Linked DNA regions of Triticum aestivum: region 2 is linked to region 1. Evidence: chromatin contacts called from public Hi-C data. All regions are on one chromosome and are shown on one strand. The core of a region is the stretch at or near the end of the contact, and the rest is flanking DNA. Distances in the headings are between cores, read along the strand shown. Region 1 overlaps LOC123164435 (G patch domain-containing protein TGH homolog). Region 2 holds the start of LOC123166663 (putative phospholipid-transporting ATPase 9).

What was found. Hi-C and Micro-C count contacts between places; a contact is called where the count stands out from the background.
Region 2: a contact with region 1 is called in a Hi-C map of leaf, with 6 times the contacts expected there. The contact joins the promoter of LOC123166663 here to the enhancer-like site in region 1. A contact is called at or near these places in 4 of 5 Hi-C or Micro-C datasets (leaf and an unstated tissue) and 1 of 1 datasets of contacts at active chromatin or transcription factors (leaf).

What each region holds. Positions count from the first base shown.
Region 1 is chr7D:194,806,870-194,814,593 of IWGSC CS RefSeq v2.1, forward strand. LOC123164435 (G patch domain-containing protein TGH homolog) reads left to right here. Exons shown (of 17, transcript XM_044581917.1): 16 at 1,059-1,964; 17 at 3,086-3,375. The coding sequence ends at 1,847. Among protein-coding and RNA genes, the nearest start is that of LOC123164435, 14 kb to the left of the region's middle. Within about 2 kb of position 3,847, at least 2 of the 8 cell types and tissues checked have an H3K27ac peak or open chromatin away from gene starts, as enhancers often do. A contact at or near this core is called in leaf, where this site is marked.
Region 2 is chr7D:195,070,135-195,077,858 of IWGSC CS RefSeq v2.1, forward strand. It overlaps LOC123166663 (putative phospholipid-transporting ATPase 9), which reads left to right and starts at 2,738. Exons shown (of 12, transcript XM_044584465.1): 1 at 2,738-3,361; 2 at 3,470-4,046; 3 at 5,025-6,376; 4 at 6,448-6,564; 5 at 6,665-6,941; 6 at 7,032-7,120; 7 at 7,228-7,336; 8 at 7,526-7,724. The coding sequence starts at 3,648.

The DNA.
Region 1 (7,724 bases), core at 2,597-5,096:
ATCTGGTCGGGGGAGATGACGGACCCGGAACGAATTCAGGTTCGGATGGGAGCCAGGAGAGACTGGAGATTTTCCTTGGCCGCCTCCAGCCGGAGTAAATATACTCGTGGGATAGGCGCTGGAGTAAATTTTTTACTCCACTAACCGGTTTAGGGGATCGGCTAGGTACGACATAGAGGAGGATATAGGCGCTGGAGTAAAAATTTTACTCCACGAACCGGTTTAGGGGATCGGCTAGGTACGGCATACAGGAGGAAAACCGAAATTATCCTCCCTTATAGCCAGATAGGGGATCGGTTAGAGTTGGCCTAAATCGGTAACCTTAAATCCTTATACCATGCATGTATGACATCTTGTTTATTAACATAATTAGTGCATTCTATTTTCCCTTTAATAAATGGAATAGTAGATGCAATGCTTCATAATGGGATGTTGTCATTTTTTATCTGGTAGAATCACCAATTTAAGTCTGATGCCAGGTATGGGTTCTGATAGTTGTGTTTACACTCATTTCTTGCGCAGATTCAGATTTGCTTAGCTGGTTGGTATCTTAAATGTGGGGTTGTCAGAGAACTTGGACAGTTGTCTAGGCTTCCTCTTTAAGCCTGTAAAATATTTCATGTTTAGAAGAGCTTAAGCCTATATGGTGGCTTAAGCTGCTCCACAGGTGGACGTGATCCTATTGTGCATGCCAAGTTTCCATAAAATGTGTAAAAAAATCATGTATGTACAACATACTATGCATACGCACTTGCAAAAATAAGATCATTTGTGTACTGTACAAAAAGTACAAGAGGCGAGATACTAGCAGAGCAACTATATGTGCACAAATTACTTTCTTACAGTTCACAAATGGTCATATTGTATAGCATGTTGTGCATCTGTGAATTTTCTGTATTTTATTTAGACACACAAATTACAATTTATGATGGGTGATGTGGGCGCAACAGTTGCTGATTTTGATTCCACAGTTGTCTATGTTGTCAATTAGGAAATGGTTAATTGGACTTGAGGGTTCTGTACTTCTGTACTGACAAGTTATTTGTTGCGCTTTCCAGGCAATCTTTTCTGATGATTCAGACGATGATATGGACGAACCTCTTAACAATCAACAAGTGGACCCAGTGAAGACGAGTGAAGGTGCCAACATGGCTCTTAATCGTCTTGTTGCTGAGGATTTCCTGGAATCTTTGGGTAAAGAACTGGGATTGGAGGTTCCTCCAGAGAAACCTGCCCAGCCACCGAATGTATTATTTAGATCAGAAATCCTTCCAACGGCTGATGCAAGTGTATCTAGGAATGGCCAGACATCTACTTTTAGGGAGATAAAGGAGAACGAGGGTTCTTTGGGTTTGATGGAAGCTGCCAATGGTAATGGGGACGATCCTTCATCCAATGTCGAAAAGCTTGATTTCAAATATGAGCATAGTGCTGACATAGGCCGGTCACACTCTTTACATCGTCAGATTCGGAACGGTAGTCCAGAGTCTGATACTTCTATTGAACGGCATAGGAGTAGGAAAAGAAGATCCCATCATCGAAATCGGAGTCCAACACCAGATTCTGGTTCTTCTGATGAACGACGTAGTAGTAAGAAAAGAAAGTCACATTCAAGGCATAGAGCAGGCAGGAGTAGAACTCCTGATGGCGATTTGTCCTCTGACAGCCAAAGGAATAAGAGAAAACGTCGGGAGAAAAGGAGTCATCAGACCCGCATGTCTGACAGTGATTCTAGTGATCATGAATACAAGGAAAAATATACATCTAGTAGTAGAAGATCATCTGATAAAGACAGAAGTAGAAAGCATTCTAAACACCGCAGGCACAGAAGAAAAGACTCTGCATAATGTTCTTGAATACAGCTACAGGAATATATGGCTGCAAACGAAAGAATTCACACTAGCTTCTCCAGATCATCCAAGTTGGTGAAAATGTTGGGCCCGATACTGAAGTGGATGTTTATAGTAAGCATTCTAAACCAACCTTATGTTTTTGTTCTTGTGTACATGGTATTTTGAGTGAGCTGTTATTTTACCTGCATATGGTATTTTATATTTATAATGGTGGAAGATCCTTTCTTGTCTTCAATGTACGTGATGCTTCGTGTTGTTATTTTACCTAAGCATGCCTATCACTTTCTTGTCCTTCACTTCAAATTGTTATCCTACATTTTCTGCACTTACTTCAAGAATGGACAAATAGCCTTAAAAGATTGGGAGATCACAAATCCTGGCAGAGCTAGAAACAAAACCATTCTAGTGTTTTTGTCGAACTATAAGTGGAAGCAAAAAGAAAAAGGAAAATTCAAAGCTTAAGTTGTGTGCTAGCGCCGCTAATTTGATCCTTGTTGGTTTGGTCTTCCAAATGGTGTTTTGGGCCAAGCTGGTATCCTGTACTCCCTCTGTTCCAAATTACTTGTCGCAGAAATGGATGTATCTAGAACTAAAATACATCTAGATACATCCATTTCTGCGACGAGTAATTCGGAACGGAGGGAGTACATACCTGGGCAGCACTACGAGGTCTGCTTTACAACACTTCCCTAAGTCAACTGTGTTGCTTCGCTCCATGCAAACTAATGTGTCCTACACTTGCATTTCGGACTGTTGCGGTTAGCAAAGTTATATTAATCTTAAAGAAATTGCATATAACCAGTGAAAGTTATCTTTGTGTTACTTGAAGCCCAATTCCAAAGGGTTACGAGGCTAGTTGTGTTTTCCATCCAGGAGTTGCTGAGTTTGGCAGGAAACTAGCTGGGAATGGGCTTGGTTTGAGCCAAACTGTGGCGACCTGAATGTTTATAGTTTTCTAGTTTATTTACATCTCTTGGTGAACATGATGCTTTCTTCATAAGAAACACAATGCAGTCGGATTTGGCTGATAGATGTTGCCGGGTTTTTGGATAGTCATTCTTTGAGTTACAGGCCTGATGTGGCTTCTGTCTTTTGTGTCTTGATTTCCTCCTGTACGACCCTTATTATTACCTAACTTTGTGGCATTTCTGTTGAGCAAGGAAAACTAGTGTACCCTTTTTTTTGTTCTTTTTTTGCGGGTTAACTAATGTACCCGTTTTGTGTTGTTGCAGTCACAAGTTGATGCCGTGTTATCCAGTCATCCAAAACTATTTGATGAGCCTGGAAGCTTCTTGCGTAGTAGTTACTGAGATTCGGGTTGTGCGTGCAGCCTTCCTTTGTATGTGGAGTTTCTGTTGCCATCGTGCCCCTACCTCCTGTTGTGTTGTCTATGTCATGTCATAAATTCGTTCCGTTCCGGAAGACTGTCTCTGAGGACCCTTGTACAACTCAAACTGCCAGACATGAACAGGTGTAAATAGAAGAGAATTGGGTTGTCATTAACATAGTATTTAGATTTTCATTTTCGGTGGTGTTGTTTTCAGTTACAAGTACTGTTTCTGTCATGCCAACACAATGTATATCGGTCTAGGACAAGAAAGTTCGTTCTCCGTGTTGCTTGTGTGCTTGCGCACCTGTGGTGTTGATGCAAATGCCCAGCGAAACAGCAACCATAAGCAGGTAAAGAGCTCGGACGCCAGAATGAAGCCTGGCGAAGCACCCGTGCACTAGCACATGAGCGTATGGTAACGTCATCATGTAGACATGACGAGGACCGGTGTCGAAAAGGCGCGCTCGCTTCATGCAGACTCTACTGAGTACATGAGCAGCAGGCAGGCATGATGACTCCCGCGGGAGAAGCCTAGAAGATTCGATTCTTGGGTCGGGAGGCAAGCCACGCACGGGCTGCCATTCCATCCAGCATCTCCAACGCACGGACGCGTCGCCCTCGCCTGGTCCAACTTCTGTTTGCTGCCAACTGCGACGGGCCCGGCGTCGCCGTCGCAGTCGCCGCGAGATACGGTGTCAGCAGCGCCAAGAAAAGAGAAAAGGCGTCCCACAGTATCTGTCTCTCTTTCCAGCAGCATCTGACGCGGGAGATCCTTTTTGGTGCTAATGGAGTAGTTTTATGAACTCTCGTGCTGCTAGGCTGATTGGACCCTATCTACTTGCACCAGACGACCACCTTGCATTAGGGGTACGTTATGTCAGCATGGTAGGGCGTGTGGCGCGGTCTGCTGTGCTTCGTGGTCGTGGTGACGGGCGCAAGGCGACGCCGGCTGCTGTTGCCCGGGATAAGAGCGAGCGAGCGAGCGAGCGGGCTGTTGGTTGGGCGATCACCCGCCCGCGCAACACGAAGGAGGTGGTTAACCTACCGGCCACCAACCACAAAGCGAAAGAGAAGGCGGGGTATCCGCGTCCGTCCAGTCGACGACGGGCGTCGCGGCAAGTCGGATTCGACCGGCTGACTGATTGATTGATACGATCGACGCGGACCTGTGCACGGACGGACGGACGTACTACTACGTATAGCAGCAGCTTTGCAAACGGACACGAGCGATGCGCTGCGCTGCACGCATCGGGAGGAAGACAAGTGTGCTGCGCACCGACTATGTAGCAGCTAGCTAGCGCGAACTCATTTTGTTCTTGTTCTACGTGCGTCTTCTTGGAGAGTGGAATTCGGTTAAGTATAATCGCGCCGATGGTAACAGCTAATCACTCAATCAGGTGAGGCCGGGATCGGGATGGCGTGGAAAGTGTCGCGAGTAGTGTGTTTTACAGCGGGGGATGATACCGAGGGAAGTGGTGGTGGCGAACTTTGTCACCGTGCCTTTGCTTCTTTCTGCGTGGCCGAGGAGAGATCGTGTCTTTCCCTAAGTACATCTGGCGTCCTTTTGTACTGCTGTTACTAGTTTAACCCTGCTCCGAGAAGGGATGTCTTTTAGGACACTCCAAAGGCCAGGAATGCAAAAGAAGATCTAGCTAGGGCATATAATAGCCAGATATGTGAGTTATTCCCTCCGTTACTAAATATTTGTTTTTGTAGAGATTTCAACAAATGACTACATACAGAGCAAAATGAGTGAATCTATACTCTAAAATATGTCTATATACATCCGTATGTGATAGTTCATTTAAAATCTAACAACAAATATTTAGGACGGAGGGAGTAATAAACAACAAATGATGCTTAGTACTTACATACTTAAACTTCTTCCATGAATGGCAACAACTCCTCTACGTGCGCAGCCCACAATAATCAAAGCGCGCTTGCTCGTTTGACTTTAGAGCTCAATCACTTGGGCGATTCGCATACGTGAACAAACGCATTGATTTTATTTTTTGCGAAGAAACAAACGCATTTGATTTTGAATTGTTGGCGTTTTGGTGATGACAACATGCTTCTCCAATAAGGATCACGACCGATGATATGTCTCCAGACTCTAGAGTCAAATTAAATACCACGTACTAGTTGCTTACAAATTGGACCAATGCTAGCTTATACAATGCCGACAATTATTGGAGCCCAACGTCCAGTTATTATTTCAAAATAATCTTAAGTAAAATGCCAACTTGGTAAGTCTTAGTCAGACAAGACTTAATTAAAGCCCTAAAAATAATCTTTCACATCATGTGAGGTAACAGCCTGGCTACTAACAAATGTGGTTCGGACTTCGGACTCAATTGTCAAGTACTCAAATGTTTATTCACATGCACCTGTCAGAACATGTATTGATAATCTTTTTTATTTTTAAAATAATATATTGATATGTGAAATTTGCATACTCTGTGAATATCAAATCCAGTTTTCTGGCTGAAAAAAAAAGATAAAAACATCCAGGTACTAATTCTACCCAGTTTAAGTCGGGCACATGTTTTTAGGTCTTTAATTCAATTGATCTTTAGATCTTAATTCGTGCATAACTTATTCTTAAAAAATTAAAAAACATGATGGGGAAGTTATTCCCACATGCAAGAGTAATTAGTTAGCGTTTGTGCCGCTTGAGTGGCGTGTATCTCACAAACTTCTCTCTTAATCAATGAAAATGGCAAGTATTTTGCCTTGTTTCAAAAAAAAGTTATTCCCAAACTAACTATCCGGTTTATAAGTCTCTTCAATTCAGTTGGTCTTTAGATTTTTCTTTTGTACATACCTTGCATAAAAAGGAGAGCCTTTTTGTACATAAGTTATTCCGAAAATTTTAGAAAAATACGCCGGGCGAAGTTATTATCATAGGTCCGGTAAAGAAACAAGGGATGACCAACCGACTAAAATACCAGTCCGAAGGGAGTATCCGGGTTTATAAGTCAGACACGGCTTTCTAAATCTTCAATTTTGGCTGATCGAACATGTTTTATGTATGTCGCAGAGAATATAGCTTTAGTTTTTTTCTAGAACATATTTATTTTTGTGGTGTATTACAAATATTTTTTAGTCAAATTGAAGACCTAAATCTTCGTGCCTGACTTGCAAATATGAATGGGAGGTTTTTTTTAATGGGTAATACTCCCTCCGTTCCTAAATATTTGTCTTTTTAGAGATTTCAAATGGACTACCACATACGGATGTATATAGACATATTTTAGAGTGTAGATTCACTCATTTTGCTCCGTATGTAGTCACTTGTTGAAATCTCTAGAAAGACAAATATTTAGGAATGGAGGGAGTAGCTTTTATTCCTCGTATAATAGTCATATCATTTACAAGCTGATGATAAACAAAATCAGGGATTGTGAAGTCCCAAAACTAGAAGATCTTAGCCTAAAGGAATGAATGGAGGGAGTTTTTTGTTTGTTTGACGAAAGACGTTATATATCAAAGTGCATGTGTGCATATCTACATAGTTGCCAAGGCAAAACGAGAAAGCGATCGAGGAACAGAACTCTACAGGGCTCGCACACGAGTACCTAGCTTTTTCTTTCACAATACGTGCCTGAACAAACCTTGTCGTCAACAATGGTAGCTAGCTAATGCATCCAAGTTGAGATCAGCCACTCGGAATTTGTCCTCGTCGACCACCTGTAACCAACACAACTAGGAGTACTACAGTAGCAACGAATATAAGAGACAAAACGAAACTGACAGGGATTCCAGGTGATCGTTACGTGGTTCTAAAAAAAAGGCGATCGTTACGTGCCAGCTTACTGCACCCCCGGTGAGATATTAGTAGTGGTGGCAGTTGATTGGTTAGGTGAATGTATCGACTATTCTGGACAGAAAGGCGAAAGGGAAGATGGCCAACTCGTCGCTGTCCTTGACATTTCGCGCCGGCCCGTAATGGGATTTCTGAACGGGTGTGAAGCTCTGTTGTACAAGCAAGCAGCACCTGGACTTGGTTATTAGAGCATCTCCAGCTGTTCGGCTCCCAAAACGTCGAAAAAGGGCCGCCTAGGGGCGAACCGGCGCTAGCTTGGCGCGTGGAAGTGACTCCGTTCCCAGTCGTTAGCCTGCAGGTCGCCACCAATATCGCACGAGCTCGGCGATATTTCGGTACAAGTTTGTGCGAACTCGGCGATCCGGCACGAACTCAGCGAAATTTCATTGAAGTTTGTACAAAAAAAGATAAAACATGCAAACTACGCCTCGCCATCTATATGTCGAGAAGCCTATAGAAACGGGTGTAGTCGTCGCCGTCCTCGTCGTCGTCGCGCGTCCCGCCGTAGCCGCCACCGTCCGTGCTGCACCCCTGGCCAGGGCCCGGCCTCGTCCTTGTCGCTGTCGAGGACGATCATGCCGCCCTCCTCGCGCCCGTGGCGCCGGGCCTGGAGCTCCTTGTATGCCCGGAGCTGGCGGAGCACCTGCTCGCGGACGTAGTCCTCCTTCGCCCATTTTAGGGCGGCCTCGTCGTTGGGGGCCACCATGTCGACGTG
Region 2 (7,724 bases), core at 1,488-3,987, 260 kb after region 1:
TTATCTGCAAACGCGCCAGCCCTCACCTCCCCCTTACTATCGCAACCAACAAGGTGTCCTCAAAAGATGCAGAAACCACTCCCAGTTGTCATTGTTTTCCACCTCAACCAAAGCAAATGCCAATGGCAACACCCGGTTATTGGCATCACTTGCTATCGCAACCAACAAGGTGCCCTTGTATTGTCCGGTCAAGAACGTGCCATCAATTGCGATGACCGGCGTACAATGTTCGAAAGCCCTCACGCATTGCTCGAGCGCCCAAGAAGCACGGCCAAATACTCTGACTTTCCTTCCTTCATGAACCGTTGTTTGGTGCCCATGAGGCTCGACCACATGAACCATGCCCGGGTTTGTCGCGGCCATGGCTAACAACAACCTAGGGATTCGGTTGTATGCTTCCTCCCATGTACCATACAACATCTTAAATGCGGCTTGCTTCGCCTTCCATGCCTTGCCGTATTTCACCTTGTAATGAAAGATGGCTTTCACAAGGTCAATGACATGTTGGACGCTCATTGTTGGAAGTGTGGATATTGAGTTGGAGAGCCTGTAAGCGATGAACTCGGACGTGAGTTGTTTGTGGTCTTCGGACACAATCTTGCCATCCACCCTTTTGCCTTGGCACATGTGAGTTGGCACACAACTCACTACATGCCAAGTAGGACCTCCTTTCCATGGTCTTGCACGCACAATCCACGGACAACCGCCACGGCGTCTTGCCACTCCTTGTTGGACCTCCTTTCCACGACCTCTACCACCACCACGGCCTCTTGTAAGTCCAAGTTGGACCTCCTTTTCATCTTCACATGCACATGCAACCGTGTAGCGCACATTGACGTCCGAGTGACCACCTTGTGTGGACGATAATGCGTAACCGAGTAGTTGTCGAGCCACATCTTCAAATCCAACAAGCTGTCGAACTTAGAACCTTTAGCAATCCGGTTCTTGTCGTCTACCAAATCACGGTGAGAGCTCGGGCCTAACCCCAAGAGGTACACATTGGCCACCATCTACCACGGCTTCATCCGCGAGACTAACATCCTTGAACAATGTAGTCCGATGATCCCGACCAAATACCTTCTCGAAAGCTTCGGCCTCCTTCACCGTGAACCCCTCCGCATCAACTTGTTCATCGGGACCATCGTCATCCGAGTCCGATGCATATGCACGGGAAAAAGGGATGGAATGGTCCATTGTCTCTTGCAAATGATATTTGTCGAGATCACCCACATTGTTGTCATGGAGATCAACTTCATTGTCATCGTCCGCATACTCATCATTGTCCTCTTGCAAAGATTCATCTTGGTTGTTTCTATAAGGGCTCAATGTTGGCCTCACTTCTTGGGTCAAAAGAGGTTCAACAATTTCATCTCGCTTCAAGGATGGAGGGCTACTAGCAACCAAAGGGGAGGGGTTCCGGTTCAAGTCCAAATGCAAACTTGAATCAACCTTCTTCGTTGCAAATAACTCAAGAGCCTTGTCTAGTGATTCGGCCACCGTCTCCTTGTATGCAACCCAACGTTGCTCCGAGTTTACACGCATTGTCTTCCAACGGATGTGCATTCCAAAACCAACATTATGCCTTCCCTCCAACTCAATGATATCACTAGGGTCCATCCAATTCAAATCTTTCCTAACTTGTTGCAAGAGCTCCGCATAGCTAGGACTACTATCAAACACCATGTCAAACTCATCCGGGTCCGGTTCTTTATTGCCTTTCAAAAAGGCGTCTTTGTCCCATGATGAACAAACACACATGTTCTTCCCATCCCTATAAGCAATGAACACAAGGTAACATTGCTTCCATGAGTACTAATCCATGGATTAACACCGAATACAAACCCTAATATATATATGAAACAACAACCCTAACCCTAACCATAACCCTAACCCTAACCATAACCATAACCCTAACCATAACCCTAGCCCTAAACCTAACCCTAGCACCAACATAAGAACACCCATAAGAATAACCCTAGCATACTAACAAAGCCTAATCATAGAAATTGGCAAACAAACATCTCACATCTCCATGCAAATCTCTAGATCCAAACAAAACTAGGGTTTTCCCCAAACTACCAACAAATGAGCAATGGGAGAACTTTACTTCGATCAAAAAAAGGGGATAGGAGATTATTACCTTGAGGGAGGGTTTGACTTCGAAATCCATGGACAAATTCTTCAAATTTGCAAGATTTGGAAGAAGATTTGAGAGGGGGGAGAGTGGGAGAGGGGGCAAAGCTCGGGGAGAGAGTGAGAGAGTGTGTGGTGGGGGGGTGGGGGAGGGGGCCCAGCCAAGTGGCTGGATAAGTCACAGTGCAGCGCCTAGCGGCTAGGCGCTGCACATTACACGTGTAGCGCCTAGCGGCTAGGCGCTGCACATTACACGTGCGGCGCCTAGCTCGGAGGCGTTGCACTGCTGGGTGCGGACCCATGGGCTGCCACGGTGGACAGAGGTGCAACGCCCCGGAGCTAGGCGCTGCACCGTAGGGTGTGGCGCCGGCATGGCGGGCGCTACACAAAAGGGTCAGGGGTGTGAAATAGTTTCGCACCCAGTTCAGTCTGTAAATTTATTTCGTCTCTATGTCAAAATTGTCAAATTTGCCAACACACGTTTTACCCACCCCCCAAAGCGCCAGGCAGCGCACAGTCACGACAGGCACAGCAGTAGCAGCAGCGGCGCCAACAACCAAACCGGCCAGCCCAAGAACCCCTCTCCCCCCCTCCCCCACCCCCACCCGCGCACACGCACACGCCCACGACTCTGCCTCTCCCTCCCCACCTCCGTTCTCGCATCCCCGGTCCGTCCGTCGTCCCCTGCTCCACTCCACCCTTCTCCCTCCTTCCATTTGACCCCGCTCCCCCGTCTCTTCCTCGGCAAAGCTTCGAATTTTCCTCCCTCCCCCTATCCCCAAGCCTCCCGCTTCCGTGTCCGCGTCCCGTCTTGGATTCGTCCGCCGCGCCAACAAAGAAACCGCGTGCGTGCGTGCGTGCGCGTCGGTTCGGTCCCGTCCGGCCCTTGTTCCTTCCTTGCCGGCCGCTGCTTCGCGCGCATTGCCGCCCCGCCCCCGCCCGCGGGATTCCTCCGCCCAATAAGTTCCTTTCCCGGGGACGTTTCTCGGAGGACGGACAGGAAGAAAAAAGCCGCGCGCGCTGCCTCGCCGCATGGATCAGGGTCCCCCGCGCTGCCGCCTGGAGCTGGGATTTCGGGACGCGGGCGTTCAGGGGTTCCGGCCGGACGCCGCCGCCGCCGCGCCGCGGCAGGGCGGGATCTCGGAGCTCTGTTGAGGCGTTCCGGGTCAGGTGATTTAGTCCAGTGCTGTCCAGTTCCTCGTGTGGCTGCCTCGCCTGCTTTTTTTAGGTAGGTGGGGGCGGTGGAGCCTTTCTTGGTGGGTGGGAGCGCGCCCCGAATTTATTGCGAGGCGTTTCTTGGGTTCTCACCTGAAATCTGGGTTCTTCTTGCCCACAGGGGGAGTCCAGTGATTTGTTCCTGATTCATCCACTGGTTCTTGAGGGCTGAATTTTCAGATTCAACTCAGTAAGTTTGAGGCCAAAAGTTCTGTCATCTCAGCACTAGGCAAGAGAGCTGAGCCTGGTGAGCCCTGGGCAGTAGTAGTCTGGTGCGGTGATCTGGTTGTTGTGTCAAAATGGCACGGGTAAGGAGGAGGCTGGAGAAGCTGAAGCTGAGTACATTGTACAGCTTCGCGCTCTGCGCCAAGGGCTCCACCGAAGATCACTCCAAGATTGGCACGGCGGGGTTCTCCCGAGTCGTCTACGTCAATGATCCAGACAGGCATGAAGAGGAGGGCTTCAGATACCCAAGAAATGAGGTGTCCACTACCAAGTACTCGTTGGTCACCTTCGTGCCCAAGTCCCTCTTTGAGCAGTTCCGGAGGGTGGCCAACTTCTACTTCCTCGTCTCGGGGATCCTCACGCTGACCCCGCTCGCGCCCTACTCAGCGGTAAGCGCGCTACTGCCATTGTCGGTCGTGATTACGGCCACCATGCTGAAAGAAGGGGTTGAGGATTGGAGGAGGAAACAACAGGTATCGTTTCTGTTATCTTCTGTTCAAATCCTACCACAAGTGAATCATATTAAGCCAACTTTCTTTCGACTCATAGGAATAGTATGTTGTGATTCACAAAGAACTTAACATGCCTGCACATAATCCGACCTTTCCAATGGTTGCTTCATGAACTGCTCAACAAGGACTTACGGGGTTTCCTTTTTCTTGATGATGAGGTGTTCTTTTTTTATTCAGTTGCATCTCTCGGCTTGCATCTTGAAAGGATTTTTTTGTATGATAAGACAAAGTAGGGAGGAACCTAAATCTAGTGGAACTTTCTTTCTGGATCAACCAATAAAACGTCATAAATCGGCAGGAAGTAAAAAATATGTTTTTTACTATTAAACTGTTAATTTTGAAGTATGTAAGAAACCACAAATAACTGAAGGTAAGAGCACTACCACCAAAGAAGTAAAGGAGTATGGATACATTGGATGTTAACATAATATGTGATGCTTTGTATTTTTACCTTTTTAGCGTAATATTATGTGTCACTTAGTTACAACCAACCTATGAGCTTCCTATCTGAACAATGCCATGAACTACGTCACAAATTACTTTTGTCTCATCACATTAAATTTTCAGTTATTTCACTTTGCATGAGATCTAGTCATACAATGTCATTGTGAGTTATACTGGATCCATTCTATCCCAGGCAGCTGACAAACTAATTTAGGAAGAATTTATAATCTCAGTTGTAGCACATGGTTCCGTTGTATCAACTTTTTTTCTGTGAATAGATAAATGTTCAGTTTTTCTAGATATTAAGATAGACCATAGCTAAATTTGTTATGAATTTCCATTCATCGACGTGGTACACATCTTTGTGATGGACTAGTTGCACCAATATTAATCTTTAATTTGCTGCATTATCTCTATGATTTAGTTGGTTTGTATTTCTGTGTATATTCTCATGCTGTTGATATGCTAAGTTAATATTTGCAATTCTTCGTTCAGGACATTGAGCTCAACAATCGAATAGTAAAAGTACATAGAGGGAATGGCAGTTTTGAAGAGACAAAATGGAAGTATATCAAAATTGGAGATGTGATCAAGGTGGAGAAGGATAATTTCTTTCCTGCTGACTTGATTCTACTTTCATCTAACTATCCGGATGGGATCTGCTATGTAGAGACTATGAACCTTGATGGTGAAACAAATTTGAAAATTAAACAAGCTCTTGAGGTGACATCGGATTTACAAGAGGATGGTGATTTCACAAACCTTAGACAAATAATCAAATGCGAAGATCCGAATGCGAATCTTTATTCTTTTGTTGGTACTATGGATTATAAAGGCATGCGGCATCCTCTGTCACCCCAACAACTCCTTCTTCGGGACTCAAAGCTGCGGAACACTGATTACATATATGGGGCTGTCATCTTCACAGGTCATGATACAAAAGTGATGCAAAATGCAACTGAGCCACCATCTAAAAGAAGCAAGATTGAGAAGAAAATGGATTACATCATTTACCTGCTGCTGTGTTCTTTACTTGGAATTGCTTTACTTGGTTCAGTCTTTTTTGGTATATGGACTAAAGCTGATTTAAGGAATGGTGAGCTAAAACGGTGGTATCTTCGCCCAGATGATTCGACCGTCTTCTATGACCCGAAACGAGCACCTCTGGCATCCTTTTGTCATCTGTTGACAGCCTTAATGTTGTACAACTACTTTATCCCAATTTCTTTGTACATATCCATTGAGATGGTCAAGATCTTACAGGCTGTATTCATCAACCAGGACATTGACATGTATGATGAAGAATCAGATAAGCCAACTCATGCTCGAACCTCAAATCTAAACGAAGAACTAGGTCAAGTTGACACAATTCTCTCTGATAAGACTGGAACCTTGACCTGCAACATGATGGAGTTTATCAAGTGTTCGATTGCTGGCACTGCATATGGTCAGTCTGTCACAGAAGTTGAGAAAGCTATGGCCCTGAGGAAAGGGGTGCCGCTAGGTGACGAGATAGAAGCTGGAGGGCACAAGGAGAAACAAATCGAGGAGAGTCCTCATGTCAAAGGTTTTAATTTGAAGGATCCACGTATAATGGATGGAAATTGGATACATGAACCTAATAAAGATGTCATCAGGGATTTTTTCCGTCTGCTAGCCATCTGCCATACATGCATACCTGAAGTAGATGAAACTGATAAAGTTTCGTACGAAGCTGAGTCCCCTGATGAAGCTGCATTTGTTATCGCAGCAAGAGAATTAGGATTTGAGTTTTACAAGAGGACACAGACAAGTATAGTTATTCGTGAACGCGATCCTAACCAGAATGTTGCAGATTATCAGTATAGGTATGCAATTTTTTTTTTCATTAAAGGATATTGTTTATTACGTAAATTTGACCTTTAGCATCCTCTTACAGAAAATATGAGCTCCTAAATGTCTTGGAATTCAGTAGCTCACGAAGACGGATGTCTGTGATAGTGAAGGAACCAGAGCCAGAGGGGAGGATATTACTGTTTAGCAAGGGCGCTGATAGGTAAGTACTCCACATGTTCTAAATTTCTGTATTGTTTCACAATTAACGGGCAAACTTGTATATGCCTATGGCTTCTTATCTGTCTTCTCCATGTGAATAGTGTGATGTTCACAAGGCTTGCACCAGATGGAAGAAAATTTGAGGAAGAGACTAAAAGGCACATAAACGAGTATTCTGATTCTGGTCTAAGAACACTGGTTCTTGCGTACCGCGTCTTGGATGAGAAAGAGTACGAGAACTTCGCTGAAAAATTCAGGACTGCCAAAATATCTGGAAGTGCTGACAGAGATGAACAAATTGGGGAGGCTGCTGATAGCATTGAGCGGGACTTGATTCTTCTTGGTGCTACTGCTGTTGAAGACAAGCTCCAGAAAGGGGTATGTTTTTTATGACAAGGATATGCTTTCCAGTCTAACTCATTTTAAATATTGAATTGTCATTTTTCATTACATGGCATTTGTAATCAGGTACCAGAATGCATTGACAAGCTTGCACAAGCAGGAATTAAGATATGGGTGTTGACGGGTGACAAAATGGAGACAGCTATCAATATTGGGTACTTAGTGTATTTTTGCATGTAAATAGTCTTTTTAGTACGACTGGATTCTAGAAGTTCAAGCTGACTATTTCTTTTTCTGATTCATCATTCATGTGCTTCTTCAGATTTGCATGTAGCCTACTTAGACAAGGAATGACACAGATAATCATCGCCCTGGAAGCACCTGACATCATTGCATTGGAGAAAAACGGAGACAAAGATTCCATTGCCAAGGTGAATAAATGACTGATGCCTCTACTGAATCACTGCCTATGTAATTGTTATTTTTAGATGAGTATATTTGCAACAATCACTCGTAAATGTTTACCAAAAAGGAGTTAACGAAACAGGCATCTAACATTTAGAATTCTACTCTATACAATCAAAACTGCAATAGTTACTTTCTATTTGTTGGCTCTTCAGGCATCAAAGCAAAGTGTTATGGGTCAGATAGAGGATGGAATAAAACAAGTCCCAACCTTGGGTCAGTCCAGTACGGAATCTTTTGCATTGATAATTGATGGTAAATCATTAACTTATGCTTTGGAAGATGATGTCAAGTTTAAGTTCTTGGATCTTGCTGTCAAGTGTGCATCAGTCATATGTTGTCGATCTTCACCGA